Regions from separate parts of the Sus scrofa genome. Here all the other regions are linked to region 2. A link is a contact called in public HiChIP or PLAC-seq data. All regions are on one chromosome and are shown on one strand. The core of a region is the stretch at or near the end of the contact, and the rest is flanking DNA. Distances in the headings are between cores, read along the strand shown. Region 1 overlaps LRRC8C (volume-regulated anion channel subunit LRRC8C). Region 2 has its middle 3.9 kb from the start of LRRC8B. Region 3 overlaps LRRC8C (volume-regulated anion channel subunit LRRC8C).

Evidence for each region. HiChIP or PLAC-seq counts read pairs in DNA pulled down with a chosen protein or histone mark.
Region 1: a contact with region 2 is called in an H3K27ac HiChIP or PLAC-seq map of alveolar macrophages. The contact joins two enhancer-like sites. A contact is called at or near these places in 2 of 47 Hi-C or Micro-C datasets (embryonic fibroblasts and liver) and 1 of 2 datasets of contacts at active chromatin or transcription factors (alveolar macrophages).
Region 3: a contact with region 2 is called in an H3K27ac HiChIP or PLAC-seq map of alveolar macrophages. The contact joins two enhancer-like sites. A contact is called at or near these places in 3 of 47 Hi-C or Micro-C datasets (embryonic fibroblasts, epiblast stem cells and liver) and 1 of 2 datasets of contacts at active chromatin or transcription factors (alveolar macrophages).

Annotation. Positions count from the first base shown.
Region 1 is chr4:126,983,941-126,986,825 of Sscrofa11.1, reverse strand. All of the region lies in intron 2 of LRRC8C (volume-regulated anion channel subunit LRRC8C), which reads left to right. Among named protein-coding and RNA genes, the nearest start is that of LRRC8C, 94 kb to the left of the region's middle. Within about 2 kb of position 1,510, at least 20 of the 83 cell types and tissues checked have an H3K27ac peak or open chromatin away from gene starts, as enhancers often do. A contact at or near this core is called in alveolar macrophages, where this site is marked.
Region 2 is chr4:127,139,053-127,141,973 of Sscrofa11.1, reverse strand. No RefSeq gene overlaps it. Among named protein-coding and RNA genes, the nearest start is that of LRRC8B, 3.9 kb to the right of the region's middle. Within about 2 kb of position 1,498, at least 1 of the 83 cell types and tissues checked has an H3K27ac peak or open chromatin away from gene starts, as enhancers often do. A contact at or near this core is called in alveolar macrophages, where this site is marked.
Region 3 is chr4:126,958,406-126,961,163 of Sscrofa11.1, reverse strand. LRRC8C (volume-regulated anion channel subunit LRRC8C) reads left to right here. Exons shown (of 3, transcript XM_001929205.6): 3 at 1-2,758. Among named protein-coding and RNA genes, the nearest start is that of LRRC8D, 76 kb to the right of the region's middle. Within about 2 kb of position 1,318, at least 8 of the 83 cell types and tissues checked have an H3K27ac peak or open chromatin away from gene starts, as enhancers often do. A contact at or near this core is called in alveolar macrophages, where this site is marked.

The DNA.
Region 1 (2,885 bases), core at 261-2,760, 160 kb after region 2:
GGGGCACTCCCGTCGCCTCTGGGATGCTCGTAGCCCTCCCATTGAGTGGCGCTGGTAAGGAAGCTGTGCCAGAATCTGCCTGAACTTTAGCTCCCAGGAGCACCCTCTGGAGGTAGATCAGTCCCATTTTCAGGTGCAAATTCTCATCTGAAGGGTGAGGCCATGCCTCCAGGCCAAGAGGGCTGCAGTGAGGGCTCCCCTCTCGGGTCATTCCTCCAGCACGTGGCTGTCACCCCTGTGCACCCTGCTGGGTGACGGTATGGAATCATTACAGTCACACAGGCCATATCTTGGCTTGTAAACAGGATGTTCCGTATAAAATCAAGTGCAAAATGACGAAAAGGGAAATAGAAAGTTACAAAAGAATGACTTTTCTGAATTACAGCTTAGGTTTCTCTAAAAGATTGCTCACTGTATTAAATAATAACTCCCAGCCTAGAGTAAGCAGTAAAGACACAGGAATAAGGTATGAGTTAAAGAAGTAAAACCACCAGTATCCACGTTACAAGGGCGTGAAATGGTCAGAGGGGAGACTTGAAGCTCCGGTTTGAGCTCCGTTGGGATAATCCTGTGAAACTGGCTTAACGACTGATAACGTCAAAAACAAAAGGTCTCTGCCAAGCTCAAAATCCCTTCTCATTTCCAAGCTGATAGTACAATAATCAGAAGAAAATGTGTATGCCTCGATCTTCCCTTTGTGAAGTGAAAGTGCAGTCACTCTCTCTGATTTTATCTGCAGAACAAGTTAATTAAGTCTTGCGGCTTGAGCACGTGGCAAAGCCGAATCTGAGGAGGCGTAGTGGTGCTAGCAGAGTGATCGGGTAGCTTCTGATGGCCTTATAAATGGCTTGTGCCCACGGCAGATGATAGTGCATTCTCTATTCTAAAAGACTCTGTGCATGTAGGGTCGGGATTATGAAAACGCTGGGGGAGGGGGGAGGTATTCTCTATCAATGGGCTGCTGATTCTTTCTTGCCCTGATGTGAAAGGATTAAAATCAACCCTCGTCTTACTCATCGGACGAATATTTATTCATTTCCCAGCACGCAGCTCTTTCCAAGGCTGCCCCGAGTAAGCGGCGCACGCACGCGAGCACTCCTTCCATTACATTGGTCCACACAAGAAACAAACAGAAACACACTGCCAAGCGGAGAGCTGCGCATCCTCTCTCTGTGCAGTCACACCCCTCAAGGACCGAGACTGTAAACACGTAACCTTGCGTTATAAACAACACGATTCGAAACGCAACACACTCACTAAAATAGACCAAATCCTGAAAGGTCAACATGCTACTTCCTGGAAACCTAAGATTGCTTTAGGTCTCTGCTCCATGATGCCAGGTTATCCTATTGTGACCGAAGCCAAAGCAGCCCACATTCAGGCCGTTACCAAATATAGAGGGAGCAGCGAGAAACAAGAAGCCCCGGGGACCGCTCTGCAGCCACCCCACAGGAAAGACGCTTCCTGCTTTCTGAATCAGAGGGAGGAGGAAGCCAGGAGAAGGATGTCAACGACTCGAAACCACCAACAAAAGATCCTTGTGGCCTAAGCCAGTCAGCAGGAGGACGCCGGCTGGCAGGGTCGCTCTGGGGGAGAGCTTGGGACTTGCAAGCGCGTTGCTTGGAGTGATCCCAACTCTTACTTTGGGTACATTCTGAACTGCTTCTCTGACTCGGAACCACCAGCATCAACGCCGGAGCAAATGGCCTTCCGGTGACAGTGCACCCAGGGTTCCCTGAAAAGCAGAGGTGGGAAAAATGATAGGCTCTCTAGTGATTTCTGAGTTGTTCATGCTGATAATGTGCCCTGAAGTCCAGCTTCTGGCTCTCTCCCCCAGTCCTTGGTCCCATGCTACCCGGGATCTCGAGTTAGTCTTTTTCTTTGGCCAAATGTGAATTTACAGATGGAGACGCAAAAATTCCTACTTAGATCAGCCTGCTGTTGAAGGTAAAATGGAGAATCCTGATGAAATAAGAGATACAGCACCAACGGGTAGGCGTAAAACGAAGACCTCGTCTAAGATAAGTTTCATGACATTCCTGTGTACCCAGGACCTGCCCATCCTACTGCAGGCTCGGGCGAACGTGACACAGAAACCGTCTGGTGGTGACAATAATGTTGAAGAGCAACCTTTCCCATCCCTGGAGAGAAGGGGGTGGGTGCTGCGAGCAAACCCCTCTTTCAAAATCCGTTGACATCTAGTCACAGAAAATGTGCCTGAGTTAGGACTTCCTTGTGGTGGTGGTTTATTCAAACTGATACTGTTTTTTCTCCCCCTAGAACTTTATTTCTTGCCATCTATCCCCTTGACAACTTAATGTGCAGTGAGTTCCTGGCCCCGAGGATAATATATGAGTAACTTCCCCCTTCTCTCCGGGTTTAACACAGGGCATGAATCTAAATGCTTTTCTTCGATGATCTCATGCCAGCCAATGCTGGTCCTCGAAGGGGCAGCGTTTCCTTCCGTCTCCCCCCTGGATTGTTATGATCCTGCTGCCTGTTAGTTGCTTAGCAAGCCCTCGTTTCCCCCGAATGACAAAGCACTGACAGAGTGTTGGGTTTTTTTCTCATAGGAAGCAAAGGACATTTATTGTGTGTTTAGTTACTCTTGTGGATCCTGTGTTGTAAAATGACCAAAACCCATGTCTGAAAGTCTCTAGTGGAGTTCCTGTCGTGGCGCAGAGGAACCAGATCTGACCAGGAACCATGAGGATGCGGTTCAATCCCTGGCCTTGCTCAGGGGGTTAAGGATCTGGCATTGCCGTGAGCTGTGGTGTAGGTCACACACGCAGCTCAGATCTGGCATCACTGTGGCTGTGGCGTAGGCTGCAGCTGTAGCTCTTATTTGAACCCCTAGCCTGGGAACCTCCATATGCCACAAGTGC
Region 2 (2,921 bases), core at 249-2,748:
TCTGTGGACTAGAGGCTGGAAGGTCACCTTCCTAGCACCTGTCTCATAAAGAAGGGGCAACATACGGTTAAGGCAGAGAGGGCAACTAGCACAGGAGGTGGTGGGAACACAGAGTAACTAAGCAGGAGTATTTCGTGCCAGGACCACGATAAAGGATCAACGCATGCAGAAAAGCCAAGCCAACCCTGCCAAATTCCGTGTTCTAGTCGCGCTACCTTTTTCCAAAAACATGTGCAATGTCCTGCTCATCCTGGAACACTTACCACTGAGCTTATTCTCAGGGGTCAATCTCAGAATTTTCCCGGGGCCCAAGGAAAGCTAAACCTCTGCAACCATATGATTGAAAAGGTCTGGAATACATGGCGAAGTGTTTGGCCAAATTAAATAAAGATTCCTTATCAGTAGCAATATGCTCAGTCATACAGGGGGACTCTGGCCAACTTGCTGAGAATGTGAAACCACGAATATGCCACCATCTAGCTCTTGTTCTTTTCTTCTAAGCTGACATCTTGGAAGAATGAACAAACTTGAACCCTGATGCTGAGACAATATTTAAAAGTAATTTTAAAATTTAGAACCTTTAAAGCTAGCTGAATTTGGGGTTCCCACTGTGGCACAATGGGCTAAGAATCTGACTGCAGTGGCTTGGGTCATTGCAGAGGAGCAGATTTGATCCCTGGCAGGGCACAGTTGCCTAGGTAATGCGGCATTGCTGCAGCTGTGGTGTAAGTCAAAGCTGTGGCTTGGATTTAATCCCTGGCCCAGGAATTCCCCTATGCTGAGGGTGTGGCCAAAAAAGCAAAAAACAAAAAAACACAAGAGCCACCCAAACTTCCTCAAACCTATGTTCCCACGATTCTCCTTCAACCCTGCATGGCCCACCAAGCTCACCTCCCCTTGAAGATGCTATTTGCTATCTGGATAAACCTTCTCCACTAAAGTACTTTTTTTTTTTTTCTTTAAAGTGCATATCTTTGGGATGAGGAATTATTATTATTCTATTTATGTTGGTATTCTCCCTCCCTTCTGTCAGATCTCCAGTGCTTTCTTTTATACATTGTGACATTCAGTGTTTTAATTAACTTAAGAAAACAGAGGCTTTTTCATTATCAGAAATAATTTTAGAATACTGAATTGGAAAAGAGCTGTTAATACTAGATAATATAGCCTTCCATTCATCATAAAAATTCTCAGGACAGAGAAAACTGAACTCGAATCAAGGCAGCCACATGGAGCATAGTTTAAAGATGATGTCACTCAAAGTTTTTTGTTTTTGTTTTCTTTTTTTTGAGAGAATCAGCCCAGAAGCAACCTGCCAACCTCAGGAATTAATTAGTTATTAGTTGATTATTTCAGGTGGGTCATGCAATTCAACCACCAGATGATAAAATTGTAGTGATGCTTTCATTTCTGTTAGTTGTGGCTTTGCTTGTGTCACTGGCCACATCTGCTGTTCATAGTCATCTTCCATGTCATATGAATGTGAAGACCCGGCCACTGTCAGTTCTCCCACTCAATAGGAGGTTACAGTAACAAAGCATTTCTACTTCTGCTTCTTAGAGAGGTTCTCAGCTTCCCGAAAAGAGACTGACGGAACCATGAGGGTGGATTGATTATTCTAAGACAATATTTGGGACAGATAAGGTAAAGGTATAGGATTTAGTCTTTCTAGATTTTGCTTCCCTTTCAATACTTAAAGTTCCCTTTTCTGGAGTTCCCGTCGTGGCACAGTGGTTAACAAATCTGACTAGGAACCATGAGGTGGCGGGTTCGATCCCTGGCCTTGCTCAGTGGGTTAAGGATCCAGCATTGCCATGAGCTGTGGTGTAGGTTGCAGACGCGGCTCGGATCCCACGTTGCTGTGGCTCTGGTGTAGGCTGGTGGCTACAGCTCCAATTAGACCCCTAGCCTGGGAACCTCCATGTGCCCTGGGAAGCGGCCCTAGAAAAGGCAAAAAGAGAAAATAATAATAATAATAAAAAGTTTCCTGTTCTTCGTAAGACTTTATCCACTGTGACCACCTCATGTATTTCAGTCTTGCCCATGAGTCTACCATATACTGTTGGGCACATAATACATATTTAATATCTGCGATGGGACTTTTTTCCTTTTTTAAATTTTATTGAAGTGTAGTTGATTGACAATGTTGTGCTTGTGTCTGCTGTGCAGCAATGTGACTCAGTGATCCATGAACACGCATCCATTCTTTTTCAGGTTCTTTTCCCATATGGGTTTATCACAGAATATCAAGTAGAGTTCCCTGTGCTATTCAGCGGGTCCCTGTTGACCACCCACTCCATATACAACGGTGGGCATGTGCCAATCCCAAACACCCAGTCCTCCCCCCAACCCCTTCTCCCTTTTGGTAACCACAAGCTTGTGTTCAAAGTCTGTGAGTCTGTGTCTTTTAAGTACTAGCTCAGACTTCAACAAATTTGGCTGTGGAAATAGTGACAGAGTCTTTTAGAATTTTCTTTGATCGGAATAATTGAGCTATTTTCTTTGATGAAAACAAATGAGAGTCCCTTGCAGAATTTCAGACACTCCTCGAAGGACTGAGCATTTTTTCTCAATTACAATGTAGTAGAAAAACTGGGCGCAGGCATACAAAGCCAAACAGTATTTGTATTTCTCATTATAAGGCCTACCCTGCGGTGTCAATCATTTCCAGTTACTAAATACCCTCTTTTCTTTATGGGTCCGAATCATGGGCATAGTATTCAAGTTCTTTAAGAGCAGCATTTGAGGCCCTTCATGTCTGTCCTGTGATGTAGGCAGGTGCTTCTATGAAGGGGAACAAAAGGAAGAAGAAACAACAGAAACATCCATTTGCTGCCACGGAGGAGAATTCCCAGAAGCAATACCGCCAATTCAGAAGCCTACTTTTGGGAGTTCCCACTGTGGCTCAGCAGAAACAAATC
Region 3 (2,758 bases), core at 69-2,568, 180 kb after region 2:
CTGACAGAAACCGATGGTTCCATCTGGGGGTTTTGTTGTCGTTTTGGTTTTGTTTGTTTGTTTTGGTTTTGGTTTTGTTTTTCAGTTCCTTCTTGCGAAAGGGAGGGAGTTTTACGTTGCATGCTTTTTGGTATTTTTTAGATAGATGAGGATATTTTGCCAAGGTCCTTTTCAGCTCATTGACACCTATACAGAGTCCTTATATTTGTTTTCATCGTATGTGTTCCAAGGAAGCTATGCTAGTTATTTTAACGCCAGCTGCCTTTTCCATTGGCCAAGTCCTTCATTCTACAGAAAATCCTTCTCTAGAGTGTAAATTCACAAAAGGGCCCTGTCGTAGACTCTTATTTTCAAATTTCCCCCTTGCCGCCAACAGAACCTTATACGTTATATTCTTTGATATACCTGACAGCTGTTTATCCTTAGGCAAGGATTTGTCAGTGAGTAAAGATAATTATCTTCCAACATCGGCTTCCTTGCATAGTTATGTATAATTTAACTGATTTACATGTTTACCGATATTTTAAAAGTACCCCTTGCAAAGGGAGGACAGAGGTTCTTCCCCTTTGAGACCAGGATGGCTGTGTGGGAACGGGTGCCCCGCCTTAGAGAAACTAGCTTTATTTTAATTAAAGTAGTAATTGAATTTAAAAATCAGAATTAGAAGCCTGGTTTTTTAGTAATTTGATCATCTTTGATATCTTGATATTTGAATACATCTAATGGAAAAAATGCACTGCTAAAGCACTCCGTGAACGAGCTGGGTGTGCTGTGCCCCTGCGCGGGGTGGCGTGGTGACGTACCCAACGTCTGCCTGTCACGCAAAATAATCGGCCTCTATGTATATATACTTATGGAGCTCGCTCGAGCCTGCCCGTGCTGAAAATGCTAGTGATGCAAAGCACAGAAGCTCTCTTTGGCTTAAAAGAAGTATCTCATCTAAAATGGTTCTATTACCTTTTTTTTTTTTTTTTTTTTTTAAGGGTGAATAAATTGCTCAGTACATGTCACTTAGGAGTAATTTTTGCCCGGTGGTCAGCAGAAGTTTCATTTCCCTCTCTCTATTTAAAAATCCAACATGGTATATGGGTCTTGGGCAAATTGTTTTCACTGACTCTTAAGCTGTGTGGAACAGGAAAATGAAAAGCACTACCTGTGCCCTCGATCCAGACCAATACTCCTGTCACGGGAATTTGGTTTTATGCTCCAACTCCACATGGTCTGATCTAAGGAAGTTTTGTGACCTAGCAGAAAAAGCAGGGAAGTGGTTTGGGGTTTCAAAATGCTGCTTGTACATTTACTTCTCAATCCTGGTGGCTTTTTTGCGTAAAGCGACTTTGAGTCATACGTGGAACACAGCTGTAGGGACTGCTCAGCAGCTCTCCGTACTTCAGTTGTGTTTTAAATGCTATGATACATCATGGGGTAAAAGATTTGAGAAAGAGATGCTTTTCGTTTATGTAAAAATTGAATCACGTAGACCAAAGTGCTTTGCTGTTTCTGCTCTGTGGTCAAGTGTTAAAAGGTGATACCCTATCGCTGTGTGTTTATTTCAACCTGGAACTGAAACAATATGTTTAAAATAGCAACATGGTTATTTCTCATAGGACAAAAATCTTCAATTCTAGAATGTTGTTAGATCTTGATCATGACCGATGTGCTGTATTTATAGCCCTACCTGTTTGAAACAAACAGACCAACCAAAACCTGAAAGACTGTCAGTGGCTGAGCATGACAAGAATACCCCTCTCCAGAGGTGAGCTTGGATAACTACTGGTGAAACACTGGGTGCACTATTTTTCTGGATAACATTTATAGTTGTTTTCTATATCCCCTTAAAAAAGGGATCTATTCAGGTTAAAAATCATATTTATGCTCAAGTCTTTATCTGGTGTCAACTCAGAATCTCATATGGGTTCATAACTGAAGTTGTCACTAGCAGTTAGGTCTTTGTGACAATTTACTCAACATGCCAAAAGAATTTGATTTACTTTCTTCATTATTCACAGGCTGACCCCCAACCTAAGTTCTAAATAACGTCCAATAAATCACTAGAGTTCTGACTTCATGTTTTAACTAGGAAGGAAACTTCATAGATGTTTCTATTAGATTTTATAAAAATCCAGAATACTCAGACTTCATCTTGAGTCGAGGTTTTCTGACTCTGGCCCTTTTAATATTGTATATTTTTTGTTCACATTCCTAAGTAAACAGCATTTAATTACTCTTTAGCCTTTAAATGGGAAACTCAGGTAAATGAACTGCTGACTTTTCTAAAGTTCTTTAATGAATCAACTCAGTGTTAAAGGGATTTTTTCACCTGATCCCTTTCATGTCTTACAAGTGCTCTTGCTGAAAAGGGACAACTTGCTCTATTTATCCACCTTCTATAAGATTCATGCGAAACCGCTTATGTAAATATAAAAGCATCCTATGAACTCTTTAAATCCTACGGCTCCTGGACACCCATGGCGAGTATACCTTGGGGTCAGTTCTAATGGTGACGTGTAGAACAGACCACTGCCTGGTGATGGTCTGGCTGAGACAAAGCATCTACGTACATCCCAGTGGAACTCGCCTAAGACCACACCTCGGAAAACGAGATGTGTGTTGGTTTTCATGTTGTTTTGCTTCTGACACAGCACTTTTACATCAATGTTCTTGCTACAGTGAAACCTGTTACGGACGCCTGTAGATGTGCTGGTTGTTCCCCCTTTCCCCTGTCTTGGGTTCCCGTGCAGCTGTGATAATGGGTTCC